2 separate regions of the Mus musculus genome follow, and region 2 is linked to region 1. Evidence: chromatin contacts called from public Hi-C data. All regions are on one chromosome and are shown on one strand. Each heading gives the region's core, a stretch centred on a gene start, on an enhancer-like site or on the middle of the called end of the contact. The rest is flanking DNA. Distances are from core to core; before and after follow the strand shown.

Region 1 (6,922 bases), core at 2,390-4,889:
TCATGAAATGACAGGCTTAGAAGCCAGACTTGGAATGCCACTTCCTGCAGGTCTGTAGTGCTCTGCTCCACGGGGTCTGGAACTCCCTCTTTGCCTGTTTACCATTTCCTGAAAAAGGGAAAGGAACAGAGGAGTTGATGCCATGTGTACCATTGAAGAAAGAGAGCTATTCTCCTGGCCCAATTACCTCCCTCTACTCCTAAAGGAGACTCCCATCCTAGCAACCCGCTGTGGCAAGCCTTGCAGTTTTGGATTCCTGTTTTAAATTTAGAACTCCACTCCACAGGAAAGTGCCATGGGATAACTAAACAATCACTTCCAAGTGAGGAAGTGACTGGCAGCAAAGGACAAGCAAGCCGATGTGGGAGTAACTCTAGGGTGTCAGTACTTGGGAAATTTTAAACCCCTGGTTGCTTTTTTCCTATTTTTCACTTTCAAGATACAAACACACACACACACACACACACACACACACACACACCACACACACACACTCACACACACACAGACACACACACAGAGACACACAGACACACACACACAGACACACACAGACACACACACAGAGAGAGACACAGACACACACACACACCCCTGTGCCCTGTGGCTTTCTTACTACCCACAGGAAGTTCCCATCATTCCTCATCACGTTTAGCCTTGAGGCCTAACACTAACAAGAATGAAGTGGTCCAAGCCGGGGCGGTGGTGGCACACACCTTCAATCCCAGCACTCTGAAGTCAGAGGCAGGTGGATCTCTGAGTTCAAGGACAGCCTGGTCTACAGAGTGAGTTCCAGGACAGCCAGGGCTACACAGAGAAACCCTGTCTTGAAAAACTGAAAGAAAAAGAAAAGAAAAGAAAAGAAAAGAAAAGAAAAGAAAAGAAAAGAAAAGAAAAGAAATGTGGCCCAAGAGCCCTGCCATAGAATTTCTTCCATACATCTGGAGCCTGCATGTCAAGTTTGTAAGACAGCTCACCCTACCCTCTCCTTCCTCCTCCTGATTGCTTTTATCCCTCCTCCCCTTCTCCTCCAGCTCCTCCTCTCTGCATACTTCTCTCACTCCTCCCTCCTTCCCACTCCTCCCTCTTCCTCCTCATCCTTCAATTCAGCTTAATTACTTGAGTTCCCCGAAGCTCCCTGCCCTGCTGTCCCTCCATTAACAAACTAATTAGTGCAATTATCTGTGCCGTCTGAGGCTACAGATCAGTTGAAGCCTGTCATTGAGGTTAACAAATGAGAGGGTTAATTTTTCCTGAATGCTCCATAGTTGGGAAAGAAAATAATAAGCCCTTGTATTTGTGCTTTTGCGTTTTCAAGCTCCCTTCCCGTGCCTGGCTGCCACCCAGAAGAGGGGCTTACTGTGGGTTTCCAGGCTGTCTGAACCCCAAAGATAAGTGGCTGAACTCTGAACTACAGCTTGGAGTTCACTACTACACACCAACGGGCTCCCAGACTAGCTGCTTCAGGATGGGAAAGGATTTTGGTGTGTTTGAAAATAGATTTCAGGGCTGGAGAGATGGCTGAGAGGTTAAGAACACTGATTGTTTCCCAGAGGTCCTGAGTTCAAGTCCCAGCAACCACATGGTGGCTCTCAACCATCTGTAATGGGATCGGATGCCCTCTTCTGATCTGTCTGAAGATAGTGATGGTGTACACACAGCATAAAATCAATAAATCTTTAAAAAGAGAGAAAGAAATAGATTTCCAGGTCCTCTGGAGCCAACCAGAGATGCTAACTTAAATAATTCCGTGGTAAATGGCTTTTTCTAGATAAACTGTATTTTTGTGTATTTTAAACTGTCTTAGAGGGTGCTGAATTCGCCCAGTGGGTTCTGGCTGGTTATAAGCTACCTGGCTTTTCTGCTCTTTTTCCACTTATGTTTGCACTGTAACCCTAGAAAGGCGATCTCGTGCCACCCTGGCCAGGGAGCTAAGGCCCAGCTCCTCACTTCATCTGCTTGCCCTGGGAGTTGATTTCAGAGCATACAAGCTGGCACTGAAGAGAGTGGCTTATGGAGCATTCAGATTTTCTTGTTATTTTCAGGATTTCAACTCATTTTCCAATGGGAATTGTGGGAATTTGGTGAGTAGTGAGAGAGAATGTGTATCAGTGGTCTCACAGAAATGTCTCAAGCTAGGGAAACAGCCTGTGTGCCACAGAAGCACACACACAAAGTCTACATGCTTGTGTTTGGGGTTTGCTGTTATTGTTTTCCTACAAATATATTTAGTCTTTTCAAAAACCAGAACATTTACACCCAAAATACACCTTATTATTCCTAAGTCCAGTTGCTTCAATTAATTCTCATTATATCAATGTTAGATATAACATTGTAATATTAATAGTCACAAAAGTTTTCCTGATAATGAAAAATGATAATTGATCACTGTAGATGTTCTAAAAATAGACACAGGACCCTGTTTCGAAAAACCAAAAAAGAAAAGAAAAGAAAAGAAACAGGAAGCAACTATAGGCAGAAAATCTACTATTCTCTTAATTTTCTACATATATCAGGTACATAGATATGCTAGACAAGATCAATATTCTTTTATTTAACATTTAACCTTTTCAGTCCTGCAAGGATTTTTCAAAAATCTATTTTTGGGGTGCTAGAGAGATGGCTCAGCCGTTAAGAGCACTTGCTGCTCTTGCAGACGGCCTAGGTTCTGGTCCCACCACCAATATTGAATGGCTCACAACCATCTGTTCCAGGGACTCTAGCACCTTCTCTGGACTTTGAGGGCACCTGCATGATTATGGTGCACATATATAGATTAGGGCACGTATGCGCACACACATGCATGTACACACACACAAAATGGTTTTAAAACTATTTACAAGTATTCAAGTTCATTGTATCATAATTTATCATTTAGTTACCAGACAATAAAGCTTCTCAAAAAAATTTACCACAATAAATAACACTATAGTGGGCATTTTAAGTCTTTGGTAAGAGTGTTGATCATGAATTTGCCTTTTTTAAGTTTTCAACATGAAATCATAAACGCTTAGAGTTCTTTGATTGGCTTGAATTTGTGCTCCTAACTTCTTCTCCTGTTGGGGGTTGGCGGGACCTCGAGCTTAGTCTCATGGAGCTCAGGTAGTCTTCTAAGTACCTGGTGGAGGATGACCTTAAACTCCTGATCCCCCTGCCTCCACCTCTTCCATTTGAGGGTTATATGAGCCACTATGCCCAGCTTCAGCTAACTTCGTGAGGCTACATTTGAATAACCGCTTTCAATGTTTCTGTGCACCTTGAAATTCTAAATGTTAAGCTTCCTACCACAAACTACCTCTTTGTACCAAGAACGTGGCGTTTCTTCTAGGCCCTCTTTTAGCTCTTCCCAAAAACCATGCTCCTGTTTTTAGACCGCTTCAAAAGCGGCCCTCGTCTGTGCTTCCGTTGAGAACCTGGTCGTTTTGCTTTCGGCAATAGAAATCGATGACTGAAATGGAGGAAAGACAAATTTGGAGTGAAAAGAACACTCCAGAAGAAAAAAAAAAAAAAAAAAAAAAAGCAAGTAAACCGGCCCCTCCCCTCCACTCCCGCAACTTTTATTTTACTAAAACAGGGTGGCAATTAGCAGAGACAAACCTTAGGTGGAGCTAGAGGCTGCTAAAAAACTGGCAACTGCCTGGAGCGCTAGAGCATCCCTTAGATCCGGGTTTTCCTTGCTGCTGGAGGCAGCCTGAGCTACCCCGAGAAGAGAGTACAGGCACTTCTCCCCGCTCCTACAGAAGGATGCCACCTGCTCATCCCGGTTTGAAGGGCTGAGGAAATCTCTCAGCCCCAGCTCCTGATAGAGTCTGTCTGAGGGTTAAAAAGCAGTGCCCAAGAGAGGATCTCTCAGGAGGAGTAACAGGACCCAGTCTCCCTCCTAGCCAGGGAATCACATTTCAGTCGCCTCCGAGCTGGCCGCATCTGTCACACCTGCCTAATTGGCTTATGACATCTGCAGAGCGCAGGAGAGCCTTGCATTTCATATGGGAAGCAGCTGGGGCACTGTGAGTCTGAGGCCAGCTTGAGCTAGAGGGCAGGTTCCAGGCCAGCATGCGCAACAGAGTGAAACTGTCTCTAGAAAACACAAAAATCCTACAACACTCTTGAAGGCAGGAAACAGCAAAAGTCACCATCCTGTCAGAGATAAAACCCGCACGAGTCTTCCTCCTGACCCCTCCCCCAACCCCCATGATGCTTTCTTCTTCACCCGCCCCTTGCCTTATCTTTGAAACATTTTCTTATGAATGAAATTCTCCCAGTTACTGAAGTCGCGATAAAAGCCCCTCCTTAATTGCCCCGACCGGAATGGAAACAGCAGTGTGTTTGTAATGGCTTCCCTGCCATTACAGTGTTATCATGTTGGTTTACAGGACAGCAGTGTATACTTAAAAATCACAATTATTACAATATAAAAGTAGGTGAAATAGGTTTAAATTTGCTCTTTTATTAATACAGGGACTCAATGTGTAGCTCATCACGGCCTCAAACTTCCTTTGTAGCACAGGTTGACCTCAAACTAGGAATTCTCCTGCCTCAGCCTCTCAATGCTTAGTAAGCATCCTAGCTCAGTGCTGGGATTACAGCCACTGCATGTGGCTTAGGAAAATATTTTCCTGACTGTTTGGCTAAATAGAAAATCCAACCTACCTGAGACCCTCAGCCTCAGCCTCAGCACCCCCTTCAGCCCTGAACCCCCTCGGCTTGTTTAACTCTTCCAGGCCGGGAACATGGCTCCCTTTTCAGCACCCTTTAACCACACAATCATGAAGTGCTCATTCACTGACAAGCCCTCTGGGTTTCTCTTCTCCTCAGTTCACTTAAGATAAAAGAAGTTGCAGAGAGAGAGGAGACAGCAGTCTGTCCTCTGACTGTACGTTAAATGTCCCCAAGGGCTCACATGTTGAAAGGCTCAGTCACCAGCCTGTGTCATTACCAGGAAGTGGTGGTGCCTTTAGAAGGCAGGACCTTGTGGAAGGAAATGATGTCACAGGCATTCGTCCTGAAGGGACCCCCCCCCCCCGGGGGTCCAGATCCTTCCTCTCTTTTGCTTCCCAGCCACCGTGAGTTAATGACTTTGCCCCGCCGTGTACTTAGCACCATGATGTTCTACTTCACCACAAGCCCAGAGGACAGGGCCAAGTGACCACCAGCTGAAAACCCTGGACCATGAGCTAAAATGTGCTTTTCTATAAGCCAGCTGCCTCCAGTCTTCTGTCACAGCGATGGAGTCATCTTTACGTTTTCGACTGATTAAGTCCCCTACTCTCAACCCCTCTCTCCTACCACAAAGCGATGCACTGTCTCCTTTTTGTCCTTCCTCCTCCTGTTTTCCCTAAGGTTTCAAAGCCAGAGCCTAGATCCGCCCCCTTCAGTGTCCTCCCCTTTCTGGCTGACTAGAGTGTGGATGTGCTAACCTCCTTTTGGTGACAAGCCCAGGAAAGTGATTCAGAGACACGCTGAGAGATGACTGAGTCCCCGAGAGGGACTGAAGTCCCTGAGTGATGACTATGAAAAGCCAATCAGCCCTGAAAACACGGACTGTTCATTCGCATTAAACTGAGGCTATGGGCTGGGTGTGGTGGCGCACGCCAGGACAGCCAGGGCTACACAGAAAAACCCTGTCTCGAAAACAAACAAACAAAAAAAATGAGGATATGGAGGTGGGGGAGGGGGGATCTTCAATTACTGTAGAGCTTCACTAGGCTTTGGATCCTAGCTTGTTTATTGTATAAAGTGAGGACTTGACCTCGCCAAGGTATGGTTAAGGGGAAGGTTGGTTTTTTTTTTTTTGGTTTGGTTGGTTGGTTTGTTTGTTTTGTTTTGCTTTGCTTTGTTTTGTTGGTTATTTGAGACAGAGTTTCTCTGTGTAGCCCTGGCTGTCCTGGAAGTCACTTTGTAGACCAGGCTGGCCTCGAACTCAGAAATCTGCCTGCCTCTGCCTCCTGAGGGCTGGGATTAAAGGCGTGTGCCATGCCCAGCCCAAGGGGAAGGTTTTTATTGTAGGTATGAGAGAGAGTACAGCCAGAGGCATCTGGAAGAGTCCAGAGTGGGAGAAAATGTCGCACACTGAGTAAGACCAGCAGACTGGATGGACCATGGGCGGTGGGGAGGGGAGTGAGAGAGGGGCAAGAGAGAGGGGCCCAAGAGAAGACAAGAGAGAGAACCAGGAGAGCACAAAGCCAAAATGCCAAGGTTATGTGGGAATGAGCAGCTGGGGGAGGGAAGCCCACAAGCTGGAGACATTTAACAGGGGCCAGGATAAGAAGAGCTGGGAAGACACACAGCTACTTGCTCTACCGAGAGAGTCTAGAGGCCAGCATATGCTTTGACGCCATTTGTCATTCCTGGCAGTGATAAGAAAATGACTCCTTTGGTAGAGGGGAACAGAACAGGGCTCCAGAATTAGGGGCAGTGGATTTTCCTTTGACACTTAGAGAGCATGTCACAGCTACTCTGTGATATCACTCTTGGGGTCTATCCTGTCCCTGGCTAACAGCTAAAGGCTTACGCTCTCCCCGGCCTCGTTTTCTTATCTCTAAATGTTAGACAACCCCAGGAACTATTTTACAACTGGGAGATAGTTCAGGCAAAAGTCCTTTTGTTCCCGCTCTTTCTTTGCCTTCCGTGTGGGTTTAGAAGTACTTAACTGATAAAAGAGTCCCAACGGTTCCTTTATCAGTGTTGGTACTGTGGTTTGACCTTTGTCATGCGTATAAACCTCAACTGTAAGACTCTTTAAATGGACAACATTGATGGAAATTTTTATTATATGCCTTAAACCATCAACGAATTAATGAACAAAAGCCAGGTGTATTCTTGCATGCCTCTAATCCCAGTGTTTTGGAGATGGGGGTAAGGAGATGGGGACTTCAAGGTTGTCTTTCTTAAACTAGCTTAGCCAGTTCAAAGCCAATCTCTG
Region 2 (6,124 bases), core at 2,720-5,219, 830 kb after region 1:
TAGTAGTCCCCTGCATGCTCCCTGGGAAGGGTCCAAGCTAATATGGGAATGGAGGCATACAGCTGTTATGTGTGAACTCAGCCTTTAATCTTCTTGCCATCAGAGATGCCAAACCATTTTAACACAACAGTCTAAGTCTGAACATTTTAACAGGTCCTAAAGATATGTAATATATTACACAATTTGTTTAATCTATTTTATACATGATATAAAATACAAGGATGTAAGATTTTGATGTTCATCATGTGACAAATATATAAAATTTTACATAGAATAATGTGCTTTTATTAGAAGGCCTTTTCTGTAAGACTCCGAGTGACTTTTACATATGCATTAAATAAGATGACAAGCCTGATACAATATACATAAATGTTTCTTTTCACTTCTGAAACATAAGATTAGTTATAAATAAAAGAAATGTAAAAGTAAGCAGATCATTGTTTATGCTGTAGAACAAAAACCATGTGACATAGAATAGAATTAAATAAGAATAACACTGATATTTTGTTATTGATATTTGTCCTAGGTACTTATAAAATTTAAAAAAAGAACAAAACAGCTCAACTTAATTTTTTATGAACTTTCTCACCATCCTGAAAAAAATCCTTATGCAAATCAAAAAAAGACAAAACTGGATTCTTTGCATTTGATCCTGAAACTCCAAGTACTTTAGCTGCTAATTACACTGTATCAGTTTAAAAACAAAACCAAACCACTTACTTGATTTGTCCCATGAGGCAGTGTGCTCAGAGGCCCGAAGGCCGTCATCTTCCAGAGCTGCCCTGTGCTCTTGTGCGGTGCCTCTGGAGTGCCTGTGAAACAGGCGGCTAGCGAACCCCTCCAGCTTCTGGAGGGCGGTGGGCGTGCCACTGTGCTGGCCACTGGACAGTTCTTTGTGAGCTGCCATTCGCGTGCATTTACACTTTAAAGTAACTGCAAGTGTTTTCAGAAGGAGCTCAACTTCCTACCAAGACGCTAAGAGCTATGCATGTGCTAAACTTCCTGTCAGCAGGGTTTGCAAACCACTACTGTGGCTGTTTCCTGTTAATATAAAACAGCACATTAGCGAGCCTCATCTCTGCTAGACATGCATACTTTAAAACTTGCAATATCTGCTAAAGGTTCTAGGTTTGAGTGTTCTGATACTAATATGCAGGAGAATGAACACAGTAACTATAAAGGTTCATATACAGAGAAGGAGAAAAAGTATTTTTGACAATGTGGAAAACTAGTTAAACATGTATTACAACCCCATGCAAATAACCAGAGGCCAAATAGTAACACGCTAGAATTAGTTTACAGGATGTCAGCTGACAGACTGTATGAATCTTTATAAGTAGTTAACTTTTCATTAACATTAGTATGAAAAGGTATCAATGGATAGCATGTCATAACTAAGAAAAAATCTGAGCTAATTTCATAATTTCAAAAGAATCAAAGTTGCTAACTCACTGACTCAAGGCTAATACATATGAAAATTATAGAAACAGCATACCAATACTGCCTAATTAATTTATTTATAGATATGTGCCTGTCTATAAATAACATCTGAAAACATTCTAACATTTGGAAAGCTTGAGGAAAAGAAATCAGATTGGAATTATGAAATCATATAGTAACCATCTATTATAATTTTATAGGCTATTAGCCATACCAAGAAATTTTAACTGAGAAAAGAATCCCTGTTGCTTGGCTAATGACTGTCAAAGCCCTAACACAGAAGGCCGCTGCTTCTTTAGTCTAATTTAAGGATCTCTTAGAAACATCACATACAATAAAAAAAAAAGTCATGTCCAGTTTGCATGATAAAGGTAGCATTTAAGGATTTTGAGTATTTGCCTGTCTACATCATGCGTGTCAGAAATTGATGGTTTTCTCTTTGGAAGTTCAAATAAAGGAAAAGAGGGAAAAGAAAGGGAAAGACGTTTAAAAAGTCTTTGTCCTTCTGAAACATATCTGAATTCCTATTTCCTGTTAAGTATTTTAATGCAATAAATAAAAACAATAATGTTAAATAAAATAAGCAGTACCAGGCAGGTCACAGGCAGGCCTGCCAGGGAGACCCTGAGCAGAAAGCTCTGCCATTGAAACCCTGCAGTGACTCTCTGGAGTAATACCACCAGGGTAGACAAGCATACAGCAGGACCTACAGGACCAACCATTCAACCTTAAAATGTGCTGCTTTTAAAATCGTCAACTGTGTGTAATCAGTGATCTATTAACACGTGGAGATATCTTACAAGACAGAAAGACTAGGAGCCTGCAGTGTCTAAATGTGTCTGGCACACAGTGACCAGTAGGCAAAAAACAGATGAAAGCATTCAGTTCCCTTGACTGGCTCTCCTGAGAGAGTTCTGCTCCCTGTCATGCTGAGCACAGAGTGGTGGCGCTGTCAGCAGAGCACTGCTACATAACTGCTACATAACGAGGAAAGAAGCTGTCCTGCTTCCACGACCCTTGTCACGTCACACTAATACTGGCTGTCTATCAGCTTGTGCTCCTGTTGTATTATTTGAATTCATGAGCACATGATTACATATATGCATATTATTATATACTATAAGATTAATAAAGAATATAAGCATAACTTTTAGCACTCCAAAAGTCTAACTAAAATCACCATATACTAGAAAACATTATTGTTAATAACAGGACTCTAATTGTAAATACACTAGTAAGCATTAAGTAATTTATAGTTAATAATAGAAGTGATGGGCTGGTGAGATGGCTCAGTGGGTAAGAGCACCCGACTGCTCTTCCGAAGGTCCAGAGTTCAAATCCCAGCAACCACATGGTGGCTCACAACCATCTGTAACGAGATCTGATTCCCTCTTCTGGAGTGTCTGAAGACAGCTACAATGTACTTACATATAATAAATAAATAATTCTTAAAAAAAAAAAAAAATAGAAGTGATATTATTGGACCTTTCAAGGTTTTCTACAGTCAAAGTTTGATTTCATTCTTTTCTGTTCATTAAGTGCAAAGGTAGATTTCTGAAAACGCTCCTGCATTCATCTCTGCTGCATGGGCCTCCCCAGATAAGACTCCCATGGTGGTTCCTTGCCAAACCTAACTAAACATAGTATGTCAGCTATTATGCCTTTTAACAGACATCTAGCCAGACCTTTGTTTGATATTGCTTAAATAAAGTCCCACATTCAAACAACAACACAGGGATTCATTTAACTAAAATACATAAGATTTAAAATTATTATATCAAAAAGGTAAACTTAAACTGAGTATCTTGAAAATGCTATGTTTGATAGTTTTTTGTTGTTGGTTATAAAACTGGTTCCTTTTGTTCAAAAGACCTTGCAAAACATAGAATATTTAATTTTTAAAATATCTGTCTGTAGTAGTGTGACAGGAAGCTGTTGCTATGGTGGTGCCAGAGACTTGCTTTTTAGTTTAAAAGAACTCTGCTGGCATCTACTGCCTGACAGAAACAACTGCAGCTCCAGCTAAACTGGAATTACAAGAAACAATAGCAGTTTCTGAAGGTAAACGTGCTGTGAATGCCAAGAGATGGAACACACACACACGCACACGCACACGCACACGCACACACACACACACACACACACACACACACACACACGGTATACAGGCTTGCACACAGAAATAGCAAATATCAGCAATATATTTGCTAAATACTTTACCACATGTGAGATCTGCATTTGTGATGTTAAGGCTCCTATAGTCTTTACAAGTGAATAACAACACTGATATTATGTGATTCCCACCACCCACCTCAATGCTATTTGGGAACTCAACCAGGGGTCTCAAACATTCGAAACACAAACTACACCGACAAGATTTATTTTCAGATATTTCAAACACTGTATTTTGAGACAGGACTTTGTTATGTTGCTAAGGCTGGCCTGGAGTTTGAGATCCCTTGTCTCAGAGTCCTTGAGCACTGGGACAGCAGGACTATGGCACCATGCTCATCTGACCACGCCTACTTCAAGAAGAGGAAAAAGCCCTTAGGCTGCATGAGCTGACTCTCCAGAAGGACCTTTCAAGTCAGTTTCAGTTTTGGCTGGGGAGGGAGGTGAAAGTGGTGGTGGGCAAGATGGGCTGTTGGACCTATTGCCAAGTGTCTGAGACTCTGCCAGTGTATGCTTTCCTTCAGATGGTCGGACCTTGATACAGACCTTTAAGACTTTCAGTTTTATATCTGTATCTGTATCTTGATACAGATCTTGAAGCCTTTCAGTTTCATATCTGTATCTATGTTTGCAAACACACCGGGGCCTAGCAAAATTATGTACAGAAGTCTGAAGATTAAGGAAGACATGGGATCATATTTAGTATGTAATGCTTTCACGTGGAGGAAAAATGACACAGCCATGACCTTGTTATGTAAATATAGATTTACACAGCAAGTGAAATTCATGTAGCATAGCACAGTGACTGGCATTTACCTACACAGTCTGAATAGCTCATATTTTTAGTAAGGATTCCATTGGGTAGATTTATAACAATATACATATCCATTTACAATTAAACTTCATTTGCACCTATTAAAATTCAGGTGGCTGAATATATGTATCTACTCCTGGGTCTTAGTCTTTTATTTTATCAACTTGTGCCAAGTCCCTTCACATACCATACTGACTTGGAAGCTTCAGAATTGCCAGTCAACTTAAAATCTTACAGTGTAAATCTTCTAACTCCCATTCCATTACCTTTCTGCACTCTGTGTGTGTGTGTGTGTGTGTGTGTGTGTGTGTGTGTGTGTGTGTGTGTGTGGTTTTACTGCTGTGAACAGACACTATGACCAAGGAAATTCTTATAAGGGCTGGCTTACAGGTTCAGAGGTTCAGTCCATTATCATCAAGGAGGGAAACATGGCAGTATCCAGGCAGGCACAGTGTAGGAGGAGCTAACAATTCTATATCTTATTCTAAAGGAACAGGAAAAGACTGTCTTCCAGGGAGATAGGATGAGGGTCTTAAAGCCCACACCCACAGTTACACACCTACTCCAAGAAGGTCACACCTTCTAATAGTGCCACCCCCTGGACCAAGCATACTCATAAAGTCTGATTCCACTCCTTAGTCCCCATTGGCTTCTTCAAACACATGAGTCTGGGGGGTTATACCTAGCCAAAGTATAATAAAAAAATACATTTAGTCCAACTTCCAAAGTTCCCATAAACTACAGGAGTCTGAAAAATGTTAAAAGTCCAAAGTTTCTTCTGAGATTCATCCAATCACTTAACTGTAATCCCCAAGGCAAGACAGGAAATCCACTAGGCAAACTCCAAACTCTACATCTCCAAGTCTGATGGCAAAATGGTCTGCAGATCTCCAACTCCTTTTTCATCTTTGTTGACTGCAACAAACTTCTTTCTTGTGAGCTGGTTCCACTCCCTGTTAGCAGCTTTCCTCAGCAGATAGCCCATGGCTCTGGCATCTTGAACATCTTGGGGTCTCTAAGTCAACTTGAACTTCACAGCTTCTTGTTCCAGTGTCTAGGATCCACACATGATCCTCCAAAAGGCTTGGGGTCACATCTCCAGCTCTGCTCTCTGTAGTACTCTAGGCTCTGGTTGACTTCACTGCTTCTGTTGTTCTTGGTGGTCATCCCATGGTACTGGCATCTCCAATCTGCTGGGGTCTTCCGCTGCAACTAAGCTTCACCAATAGCCTCTCATAGACTCTCTCTTCATGGTGGCAAACCTCATGTTCTTTGCATGACCACTTCAGGCCTTGGCTATTAACTGCAACTAAGGCTGCACCTTCATAATGGCCTTCCATGGCCTCTCAGTGCCAAGCCTCAGTTGCTATCCATAACCCCTTCATACATTCAAACCCAGTACCACCTGGGTACATTACTAAGTCCTGCTGCAGCACAAGGTACAACCTTGGGTATCTCTGGAACACAGCTTCTTTGTGCTATCAGAAAAAAATTTACCAGAATATTTCACCTCAGTGATTTGGTCTCTTCTTAATCACTGCTAATTTCTTAGCTCCAGCTAACCAGCAGCAATTGTCCCAGTAGTCCCTTCAATTCTTGACTCTAAAGCCCAAGCCCCATAGCCAAAGCCGCTGAATCTGGAACATGCCCACCCCTCCCTTATTCTATTATCAGCTTTCGATTTTCTAACTCCCTCAA

What was found. A called contact is a pair of places that touch in the nucleus more often than the background predicts.
Region 2: a contact with region 1 is called in a Hi-C map of the G1E-ER4 cell line, with 4 times the contacts expected there. The contact joins two enhancer-like sites. A contact is called at or near these places in 1 of 39 promoter capture datasets (hippocampal neurons), 5 of 484 Hi-C or Micro-C datasets (CD4 T cells, the G1E-ER4 cell line, cerebral cortex and 1 more) and 1 of 9 other capture datasets (macrophages).

The regions. Positions count from the first base shown.
Region 1 is chr3:145,946,577-145,953,498 of GRCm38.p6, forward strand. No RefSeq gene overlaps it. Among named protein-coding and RNA genes, the nearest start is that of 2410004B18Rik, 12 kb to the left of the region's middle. Within about 2 kb of position 3,640, at least 183 of the 459 cell types and tissues checked have an H3K27ac peak or open chromatin away from gene starts, as enhancers often do. A contact at or near this core is called in the G1E-ER4 cell line, where this site is marked.
Region 2 is chr3:146,780,427-146,786,550 of GRCm38.p6, forward strand. The region is part of intron 1 of Prkacb (protein kinase, cAMP dependent, catalytic, beta); the gene reads right to left. Among named protein-coding and RNA genes, the nearest start is that of Prkacb, 29 kb to the right of the region's middle. Within about 2 kb of position 3,970, at least 37 of the 459 cell types and tissues checked have an H3K27ac peak or open chromatin away from gene starts, as enhancers often do. A contact at or near this core is called in the G1E-ER4 cell line, where this site is marked.